Linked DNA regions of Pan troglodytes: region 1 is linked to region 2. The links are chromatin contacts, called in public capture Hi-C maps. All regions are on one chromosome and are shown on one strand. Each heading gives the region's core, a stretch centred on a gene start, on an enhancer-like site or on the middle of the called end of the contact. The rest is flanking DNA. Distances are from core to core; before and after follow the strand shown.

Region 1 (5,135 bases), core at 686-3,185, 210 kb after region 2:
TGCCCAGGCTGAAATGCACTGGCTTGATCTCAGCTCACTTTCTGGGCTCAAGCCATCCTCAAACCATCCTCCCACCTCAGCCTCCTGAGTAGCTGGGACCACAGGCGCACGCCACCGTGCCCTTCTTCACTCTGCCTCAGTTTCCCCACACAGAAGTGAGAAAGTTTCTGTGGAGCACTGGTCCTGAGCAGTGCTAGAGACATCATCACTTACTTACGCACTAGTATTTTTTGAGCCTCTACTGTGTGCCAGGTGCTTTGTAGAAACAGGGCTGGGGGACATGCAGTGGTTCACAAAACAGACAAAAATTCCTGTGCTCCAGATGCTGATGGCCTGGCAGGAAGAGTCAGGTTGTAACAAAACGAATGGGAAAAATATATAGGAGTCAAATGGGGATGCGAGCTATGGGAAAAAGTCAAGCAGAGAAGGAGAATGGGGAGTGTTGGGAGCAATTTTGAATAGGGTGGCCAGGCAAGGCCTACCAAGAAGGTGACTCTAGGCAAAGATGTGAAGGAAGTGAAGGGCTGAGCCAGGTGCGTATGTGGAGGGGAAAATCTCCAGGTAGAAGTGACAGCCTGTGCAAAGGCCCTGAGGTGTGTTTGACCCAGACCCTTGGGGAGCACCCAGTCTGATGGAGGAGGCTGATGTCCGCCAGGGACAGTGAGCAACTTTTGAGACATAATGCAGAACACTGGAGAATAGTGTCAAAGCCAGAGAGAGGGTGCCAGGCTGCAGCTGTGGCCGAGCAAAGACGTGATCTTCCAGGGGTCCTCCCTCCTCACCCTTAGCAACAACCTCCTTCGTGGGGTGGCTGTAGGCCTCCCAGGGGTGGGCGTGATTCCCAGAACAATAGCAGAGCCTGGGCCAGGCCAGAGAAGCCAAGACAAACACAGTCAGGCTCTGTGAACTTCCTCAAGCCCCATGGCTGAGAGGCTGCCTGCTCGCTGGCCATGGCTTCCAGCCCTGGCCACAGACCAGGTTTGTGGCTGACGTGGGGGCTGGGCCCACAGGCAGCAGATGGACCTCATCCTGCCAAGGCCCTGCTCTCGTGTCTAGTCCAGCAAGGAGGAGTTGGAGGATAATGGAGGGAGAGCCCCAGCCTGAGAGGCTCAGGATCTGAGTTCAAGTCACTTTGCCTCTCTAGGTTGCAGTTTCCTTTTTTGTAATTTTCACTATTCCAGGAGGTTGAAACTAGGCTGCCATTAATCCATTCAACAAATAGTGATAACGGTGGCGAAAGCGCAGTAGCCTGTGAGTGCCGGGCAGCATTCTCAGTGCTGCTAGGTAGCTCATTGAATCCTCCTCATGGTTTTGAGTATGTGCAGTTATTAGTCCCATTTTACAGATGGGGAAATTCAGGTTCAGGGAGGCTCATTACCTTGCCCAGCATCCCACAGCTTGTCAGTGGCTGTGCTGGGATTTGGACCCAGGCAGCCCCACTCCCGACCTGGGTGCCCCACACTCTTCCGCCTCCTGTGCCCACCCCCGTGCCAACCTGAGGATGCAGTAAGTAGGGCACGTGGCAGGCATGTCCCTGCTGTCACAGAGTGGGGTCTGGGAAGGGGGCAGAGATCCAGACACTCACACAGGAAGTGCAAGCCCTGCAGACGCACAGGGGAGGAGGCCCCGGAGTGAGCATGGACGTTCACTGAGGCTGGGGCTCTTCGCTGTTGGCTTCCGGAGCAGCTCTTTTTGCCTGGTTAAAAACAAAGCAGGGGGTAGTCAGAGCCAGGTCCTTTTAGCTCTGGATCCCCCAAACTGCGTGACTTTGGACAAGGCCCTTTCACTTTCTCCGCCTCACCTTCCCCTTATGTGAAATGAGTTAGTGAAGCCCCTCACCAACAGCCAGGGCGCTGAGGATCCTTGGGGCCTGCCTAGGATCTCTGGGATCAATGGCGAGCCCTGCTGCCCAGGCCCTTACCTCCCAAAGGATGCCTGGCTCCCCCTGCTGCTGCTGCTGCCCAGACACTTACCTCCCAAAGGATGCCCGGCTCCCCCTGATGCTCAGCCACCCTCTTTTCTACTGCCCAGAGGGGATGGAGAAAAGTTGTCCTTGTGAGTTTCCTGGACAGTTGGGCCACAGGGCTTTTGGGTCTAGGGCTCAGAGGAGCCACGGAGGTTCACCAGCAAGAGTGGAAAAATACCACGTCCCACAGCAAGGCCTGCTGGGCCACCACCAGAGGCCCCTGGCAGCAGCTAGCACCAGCCTGTCCCTTGGGGATCCCGGGGGAGCCACGGAAAAGTTGAAAGCATGGCTCTCAGGGGCTTGTCCTCGGAGCAGCAGATTCTGCAAAGCAAGGGTGGCTTTCAAACCTGCTACTGTAAACCAAAACCCATCTGAGACAGGGGGCTCGATGAGCTTAGAGGTTTATTTTGCCAAGGTTGAAGATGTGCTCAGGAAAGAGACATGAGCCACAGTAGGATCTGTGGCCTGCACTTTTTCCAAAGAGAGTTTTGAGAACCTCAGTACATAAAGGGGAGGCCCAGCACAGTAGCTCACACCTGTAATCCCAGCACTTGGGGGGGCCGAGGAGGGCAGATTGCTTAAGTTCAGGAGTCCAAGACCAACCTGGTCAACATGGCAAAACCCTGTTTCTACTAAAAAATACAAAAATTAGCTGGGCATCATGGCGTGTACCTGTAGTCCCAGCTGCTCAGGAGGCTGAGGTAGGAGGATCTCTTAGGCCCGGGAAGTTGAGACTGCAGTGAGCTGTGATTGCACCATTGCACTCTAGCATGGGCGACAGAGACCGTGTCTTAAAAAAAAAATGTAAGGGGAAACAGCAGGAAGGGACAGAGGAACAGGTAATTCAGGTAATTATGCACGATGTCTCTCAGCAAATCTGCATTTTCCATAGGGTAGAGAACACACACATTTTCCATAGGGTAGGGTGTACACACGGTGGAGGAAGGAGACACATGCCTAGATGTGTGGGTGGATGGCTCATTTCTTGTCTCTTTGTCCGGCACCTGTGAAGATGAGCTGTGAGTTTACATTGTCAGGGTGAGGGAGGCCGCCTGGGGAGATATGTGGCCTGTATCTCACAACTCTCTGCTGAAGAACAGAAAGCAGGCCGGTTTTGTGCGTGTGTGTGACTCACTTCCCAAGCTTAACTTTTTCCTTCTGCATAGTGAGTTTGGGGTCCTGAGATTTTATTTTCCCTTCACACGGCTGAGGTGGCATGACCAGGATTTGGGGAGGAACAATGACACACATCCCAAAGGTGTGGGGACCTGACACCAGCTGGCCTGGATCCATCCCGCATCCACCACCAGTAACTGTGATTGCAGGCAGGTGCCCCCACCTCTCTGGGCAGTCTCCTCATCTAGAAAATGCAGGTGAGGCTGATGCCTGGCTCTTCTCAGTTGTCTGAGGATTAAATGAGTTAAAACTCATGAAGCTCTTAGCTGAGTGTCCCGCACAAAATCCGCACTGGCACAAAATCCGCACTGCGTAAGTGCTTGTTAAATAAACTAACTACGTGAAAACAAAGAAAGCCACCTCCACACCCCTGTCCCTGACACAAAGCCCTCTGGTCACAGACCGGTTGCTTGGCCCAGTGGAGGCCTGGCTGGCTTTGAAGTGGCCGCCCTCTGGAGACCCCTGCGGGGCTGCTGTCAGCAGCTATTGTTCGCCAGCCCGGGTGTGGCCCACAAAGGGCCCCAGAGGTGGGAACTGGTCGGGGCGCCTGGCCGCCTGTCCTCAGGAAGGGAGAGGCAGGTTGGTTTTCTTTTTTCACTTCTTTCCCCCCTTCTGTGGCTTCCTGATGTGCCCCCGCCCTCCACGTCTGCCTTCCCATCCTCGGGAAATCATGTAGGCTCCTGGCCTCAAGGAGAAGAGATGACGGTGGCTGGAGAAACTGAGGCCTGGAGGAACAAAGGACGCCCGGGGGCAGAGGCAGCAGTAGGGCCCACCCTGTCAGTGTCGGAGAGCCATCCTGACAGTGCCGGCCAAAGAGGCTTCTTGAATGCTCACCGCAGGCCAGGGGCCATCGAGCAAGGTCAGCGTTCCCTTATCCTCAGTGGACAGATGGGGAAGCTGAGGCCCAGGTCACCAGCAAGGGGTGGCAGAGGCAGCGTGCAACCCCTGGTAGAGGTGGCTCCCCAGCTGACCCACAGCCTCTCTACCCCTCGACCTAGAGTGGCAGAGTGGGAGGCAACCTCAGAGCTCCTACGGTCCCAGCCCTTTACTTCCAGGTGGAGAAACAGAGTCTAGAGCGGACAGCGGCTTCCTGGAGGTCTCATGGCAAGCCAGCCTCTAAGCTTGGATTCAGACCTGAGGGCCTCCCTACTGGCTGCCCTCTGGTCTTGGGGAGAATCAGTAAACTGCCAGTTGTGGGAGGCTTTTTGCTGGTCTGCTATGTGTGGGCTGTGGGGCAGGTCCCCATTCTGCTGCTTAAGGCCACGTGACCCTGGGCAAGTGATGGACTCTCTCTGGGCCTCAGTTTTATTGTTGCAAAATGGAGATAGTAATAAAACTTACCTCAGAGGGTTAGGGCACGGGCCAGTGAAAGTAGACGTCACAGCATTTGGAACAGTGCTAGGCACACAGTAAGTGCTCAATAAACGCTGCCTAGGGGTTGTTGGGCTGAGGGCAGCTGAGCTAAGCAGGCCCTGAAAGCTTTCTTTTTGCCCTTTTCCAAAGCCCCTTTCTCATTGTTTCTACTCAAAGGGATCATGGCCACAAGAATTTGCTCTGTCGAGGGTCGTGGTGCCAGCTAGGTGAGGTTTGGGGCTCTGTCACTATCGGTCAGTGTCTGTTACATACTTGGGCCCCAGCAGTGCCCTGGCACTGCACCCCCAACTCCATGGGCACATTGGTCCTGTTCTCTTCATCTCAATTTCCTCTCCTGTAAAATGGGTGCATTGACTGTGCAGTGGTTCCTCCAAGGTCCCCTGATCCCCAGATGCGGCCCAGGGCTCTGCCAACCAGTCTCAATGTTTCAAGGTGGCCACCATGAACTTTCTGCATGTCGAAGTAAAACACTTCATGCCTTTCTGCACAGAGGTTAGCCCTCCACAGGCTCTGGGTTCAAATCCTGGACTCCGTTGATGCCCTGGGCAAGTCCTTAAAGCCCACCGAGCCTCAGTTTCTCCACTGTAAACCACCGTCCTGGGGGGCATGGTGAGGATGA
Region 2 (5,520 bases), core at 1,305-3,804:
CAAACCTGCCAGTCCTCTGAAAGAAATCACAATTTTCCTTGTGTTTCAAAAACCAAGGACAAGCACTGATATGCAATCGTTCATCTCTCTCCTGGCCCCCAACAATGTAAGCCTTGGTTTCTCTGTAGGTGGAGTTAGTGTAATCAGCCCTCCCAGGCTGCAGAAGGAACTGGTACTTATGGGATTTGCAAACTGAAATAAGTGATGCAAAGATTTATACCAATATCCGCCCCAACCCTCCCAGGTCCCACGAGTGTAATTTCCTTGCCTGTGTTCCCCACAACACCCTGTGTTCCTCGGGCCTGCCCTCCCTCAGCAGGGCCTGCAATGGCCAGTCCTTACATTCTGAGAGCCTTGGGTGCACCTGGCCCTGTGCCTAATGTCTTGTGTCCCTAATATCTTGTGTGTGTGTGTTGGGGTGTGTATGTATTGGGGCGTATATGTGTTGGAGTATGTGTTTGTTGGGGTGTGTGTGTGTTGTGTGTGTGTGTATTGGGGTGTGTGTTGGAATGTGCCTAATGTCTTGTGTCCCTAATATCTCTGGGAGGTGGGGAGCAGTATCACTTCCACTTTAAGGACAAGACGCCTGGATCCCAGAGTTTAGACCACGTAACTGCACCTACGGTTCTTATTTCTCCCCAGGCTTAGCTTTAAGCTGTGCCTTGAAGCTGGGGGTGTGTGAGACTGTGTGTGTGTGTGTGTGTGTCTATGAGTGCGTTGGTCTGTGTGTGTATTGAGCTGTGTGTGTTGGGTTGTGTGTGTGTTGGGGGTATGTGTTTTAAGGCGTGTGTTGGGGTATGTGTGTTGAAGTATGTGTGTGTTGGAGTATGTGTGTGTTGGTGTCCGTGGGGGGATTGTGTGTGTGTTGGGGTGTGTGGGTATTGGGGTGTGTATGTTGGAGTATGTGTGTGTCAGAATGTGTGTTTTGGGATGTTTGTGTTGGGGTGTGTGTGTTGGGGCATATGTGTATTAAGGTGTGTGTGTTGGAGTATGTGTGTATTGGTGTGTGTGTGTATTGGGGTGTGTGTGTTGGAGTATGTGCGTGTTGAAGTATGCACGTGTTGCTGTGTGTGTGTGTGTTGGGGTGTGTATGTATTGGGGCATGTATGTGTTGGAGTATGTTTTTGTTGGGATGTGTGTGTGTTGGGTGTGTGTGCATTGGGGTGTGTGTTGGAATGTGTGTGTTGGGATGTGTGTTGGAGTGTGCATTGGGGTGTGTGTTGGGGTATATGTGTATTGGGGTGTGTGTGTTGGAGTGCGTGTGTTGGGGTGTGTATGTATTGGGGTGTGTGTGTGTTGGGGTATGTGTGTGTTAGGGAGTGTATGTGTTTTGAGGGTATGTGTGTTGGGGTGTGTGTTGAGGGCATATGTGTGTGTTGGGGTGTGTGTATTAGGATGTGTATGTATTGGAGTATATATGTGTTGGGGTGTGTGTGTGTTGAGGATGTATTTGTTGGGGTGTGTGTGTGTGTGTGTGTGTGCATGGAGTGATCTGCTGCATGAAATGACTGGCCCTGAAACACAGTAAGTTCTCAATAAATGTGGGTCATTGTGAAGGCTTGGAACTTCTATTTCTTAACTTAGTTTTTTTTTTATCAAGTGTAACATTCAGCAAAGTGCGTGCATCTTAAGGGTAGGGTTTGATTAACTTTTGCCTGTGTATATATGCATACAACCACCCCCAGGATCAATCAATATATTGGACACTTGCAGCTCCCCAGCAAGCTCCCTCCAGCCTCGATTTCTCCATTCTCCAGACTTCTATCATTACAGATTAGTTGTGCCTAGGTTTGGTCACCACGTAAATGGAGCCACACAAGTTGTGTGTACTGTGTATGTACACACAGGATATGTGCACTCTTCTGTGCCTGGTTTCCTCTGTTGAACACAAAGCCTGTGTGTTGAACCCATGTTGTGTGTAGCAGCAGCCTTTTTCCTTTTGATGTGCTGTTAGCATTGCATTGAACTGCCCCCCACGTGTCTATCCATTCTCCTGAAGATGGAAATTTGGTCTGTTGCCAGTTGTGGCTATTACGCATCAAGCTTCTGTGAACAGGGCTTCTGAGGACATAAGCACTGATTTCAGTTGGGCATCTACCTAGAAGAGAATGTGCTAGGTCTTAGGGTCTATGTAGACTGAGTTTAGCATTAGAATACTAATATATAATATAATGCTGCCAAAAGTTTTCTGAAGTGGTGTTAAGTGATGATCCAAACAGCAATAGTTGAGGGTTCCAGTTGCTCCATACCCACATCCTCACTGTGCAGGCTGGTTTCTCCGGGAGCAGATTTGGCCATGGAGTTTGGATCTGGAGACAGTTATTGGGGATCCACACCTGTGAAGAGAAAAGGAAGGAACAAGATGGGGCAGAGAGAAGAGCTGAGCTTTGACTCAGGCTAGACAAAGCCCCAGTTAACCTAGCAGGGAGCTGGCTGGCGTGAGTGCTGCCCAGCAGCGTGACCCACATCCAGTGGAAACAAAAGGCTGACCTCTAAGCCCTGCTGCACTCAGCCGCCTGATCTGGGCTGCCCCAGGAGGGCCATGACCTAGGGCGGGGTGGCTCTCCTAGCAGAGGCAGACCTTGGAGGAGCCGACAGCTGCAGGCCACCTGCTGACAGCAGTATAGCTGCCAGTGTACCACACCTGCTAGCCATTTTAGTGAGGAGTGTGTTGGCATCTTCCTGTGACTTTAATCTGCATTTCCAAGATGTTAATAATGCTTATATGATAATTGGCTGTTTAGATGTGCTTTTTGGTGCAGTCTCTGTTCACAGCTTTTTGCCCACTTAAAAAACTGGGATGTCTGTCTTTTCCTTTCTCTTTTTCTTTTTGAGACAGGGTCTTGCTCTGTCACCCAGGCTGAAGTGCAGTCACGTGATCACGGCTCACTGCAGTCTGGATCTCCAGGGCTCAAGCAATCCTCCCACCTCACCCTCACAAGTAGCTGGGAGCACAGGTGCCCCTACCACACCCAGCTATTTTTTTTTTTTTTTTAATTTTAGTAGAGACATGGTCTCGCTGTGTTGCCCAGGCTGGCCTCAAGCTTCTGAGCTCAAGTGATCCTCCTGCCTCGGCTTCCCAAAGTGCTGCGATTACAGATATGAGCCACTGTGCCTAGCCTGTCTTTTCTTATTAATTTATAAAAGTTCTTTGTATGTTATGGATATTGGTATTTATTTTCATAGATGTATTTCAAACATCTCTCAACCTGTTTGGTTAAGAAATTTTTGTCTACCCCAGGGTCATGAAGATATTCTTGTATTTTATTTTCTAGAAGATTTTTTGTTTTAATTTAGGTCTATGATGGATCTCGAATTAATTTTGGGGTATGATATGAGGTAGGCCCATTTTTCCCCCATATGACTCTCCAATTGAACTAATACCATTTATTAAATATCACCTTTCCTCACTGAATTGTGCATCTTTCTTGTGAATCCAGGGATTGAACACATGTGGGTTTGTTTCTGGGCTCCCTACTGTGTTGTATTGGTCCACTTGACTAGGATCACAGTATGCCACACTGCCTTCTTACTCTGGATTTAGAAAAAACCCTTGACATCCAGTACATTAAGTCATCCAGCTTCGTACTCTTGTGAGATTGCTTTACCTATTCTAGGTCCTTGGAATTTCCACATAAATTTTGAAAGCAGCATGCCAATTTTCTTGTAAATACCTGCTGGAATGGGTTTGTATTAAACATACAGATCAATCTGGCAACTTAATATTGTAATAATATTAAGCTGGTCAAACAACAAGCAGGCTACGGTCCTCTATTTAGGTCTTCTTTAATTTCTGTACACTGTTTTGTGTCGTCATAGAGGTCTTGTGCTTCTTTCATTAGACTTACTCATAAGTATTTGATGATTATTTTGGTATTATTGTAAATGGCACCTCAAAATTTTCATTTGGTAATTGTTGCCAGCACATACACACTAAACTAATTTTTGTATGTTGATTATATCCAGCAATCTTGCTAAACTTACTCATTAATACTAATAGGTTATTATTGGATTTTGGATTTTTTCCATATACAATATTGTCATCTTAAATAATGAGTTTGTATGTTTCATTTCAAACTTTATTATTTTTATTTTTATTTCTGCCTCATCGAAACAACTGGGCTCTGGTGTATAATGTTGAATAGAAATGATAGTGGCGGACATCCATTTCTTGTTCCTATCCTTAGGAGAATTCAGTATTTTACCATTAATGATGATGTTAGCTGTGTGTGTGTGTGAGCGTGCGTGCACACACATTTCTTTGATGGAAACTCTTTATCAGATTAAGAAAGTTCTCCTCTGTGCCTCTTTTGCTGAGAGTTAAAAAAAACACATGAATAAGTATTGAATTTTAATGAATCTTTGCCCATATGTATTGATTTTCATTCACATCTTCAGCTGCACCTCTCGAAAGCTGGAAAGTGGTATGTGGCTGGTGTCAGGCCAGAGGTTTCAGAGGGAGTCCTGCCCCTGTGGAGACCGGATGTGACGGTTACAGGAGGGCCGGAATGGGAGACAGCCCCAAAGGCACAAGTCAGCCCCAAAGACACAAGTCAGTGACACTGACGTGATCACGCACCTCGGTCCTTGTGAACTCCTCTTCTACTCACTCCCAGCAAGCACTTGGGATCTGTTTTCTGAATGGTAACTAGTGCCATGCATATAACCCTGTGGCAGGCACTGTGCTAGGCATGATGGGAGGGCACAGGACATAGGTACTGCCCCTCCAGGGCCCTGGGGGTGTCTCCATGTATCACACCATCCTGCAGTTCCTAGGAGGGCTCCAACTCTGGGATAGAGCTACAGGCCTGTGTCCCTTTCCTCCACCAGCCCCGCAGCACCCCCTCCCTGCCCCCGCCAGAGACCAGGACCCTCAGGAGCAGTCAGACCGACCACGAACAAACAGGGCAAGAGCAGTGGAAAATGCCCCAAATGGTCCCCACCCTCAACCATCTCTCCCCCCTGGTCAGTTGTCTTGTGGATTCTTGGCCTTCCCAGTGCGGTCTGGGAAGACTTAGATGGTTTCCTTCCAAAGCCCCAAGAAGCCAAGAACAGGAGCTGCTCCAGGCCATTTCTGTCCCTGGGTCTCCTTTCAAAGGATTTCTGGGTCAATGAAGACACAATGTGGCTTGTGGGCAGTCAAGAGAGAGGGCCTATCGTTGTTTCAGATTTCTGGCTTGGCTCAGAGATTCAGACTCTCCAATTCCCACACTAGATGCCTCAGTCCACTGGGATAAAGGCCTTGCCTCCAAAGAATGGCCATGACATTTGTTGTTTCTGCCGTGTCTGCTCAGCCTCCCTCACTGTCTTCCATAGCAAGCCTCTGTTCCAGCCAGCTTAGTGTGGAACTTAGGAATTTTTGGGTTATAAATGATAGACACTCACGATAAACTAGCCCAACTCCTAAAGCGGGGATTTATTGGTTCACAGATCTAAAAAGCCTAGGAGAAAATGGCCTCAGGTTGGGCTGGATCCAGGTGCTCAAACACTGTCACCAGGAATGTGACTGTCTCCATCTGT

The links. Capture Hi-C pulls out chosen DNA fragments and counts their contacts.
Region 1: a capture Hi-C map of stem cell-derived neural stem cells shows a contact between it and region 2, with 8 times the contacts expected there. The contact joins two enhancer-like sites. A contact is called at or near these places in 5 of 7 Hi-C or Micro-C datasets (blood, induced pluripotent stem cells, a lymphoblastoid cell line and 1 more) and 1 of 1 other capture datasets (stem cell-derived neural stem cells).

The regions. Positions count from the first base shown.
Region 1 is chr2:18,460,701-18,465,835 of NHGRI_mPanTro3-v2.0_pri, forward strand. All of the region lies in intron 6 of SLC6A6 (solute carrier family 6 member 6), which reads left to right. Among named protein-coding and RNA genes, the nearest start is that of SLC6A6, 61 kb to the left of the region's middle. Within about 2 kb of position 1,936, at least 7 of the 24 cell types and tissues checked have an H3K27ac peak or open chromatin away from gene starts, as enhancers often do. A contact at or near this core is called in stem cell-derived neural stem cells, where this site is marked.
Region 2 is chr2:18,252,362-18,257,881 of NHGRI_mPanTro3-v2.0_pri, forward strand. No RefSeq gene overlaps it. Among named protein-coding and RNA genes, the nearest start is that of LSM3, 74 kb to the left of the region's middle. Within about 2 kb of position 2,555, at least 2 of the 24 cell types and tissues checked have an H3K27ac peak or open chromatin away from gene starts, as enhancers often do. A contact at or near this core is called in stem cell-derived neural stem cells, where this site is marked.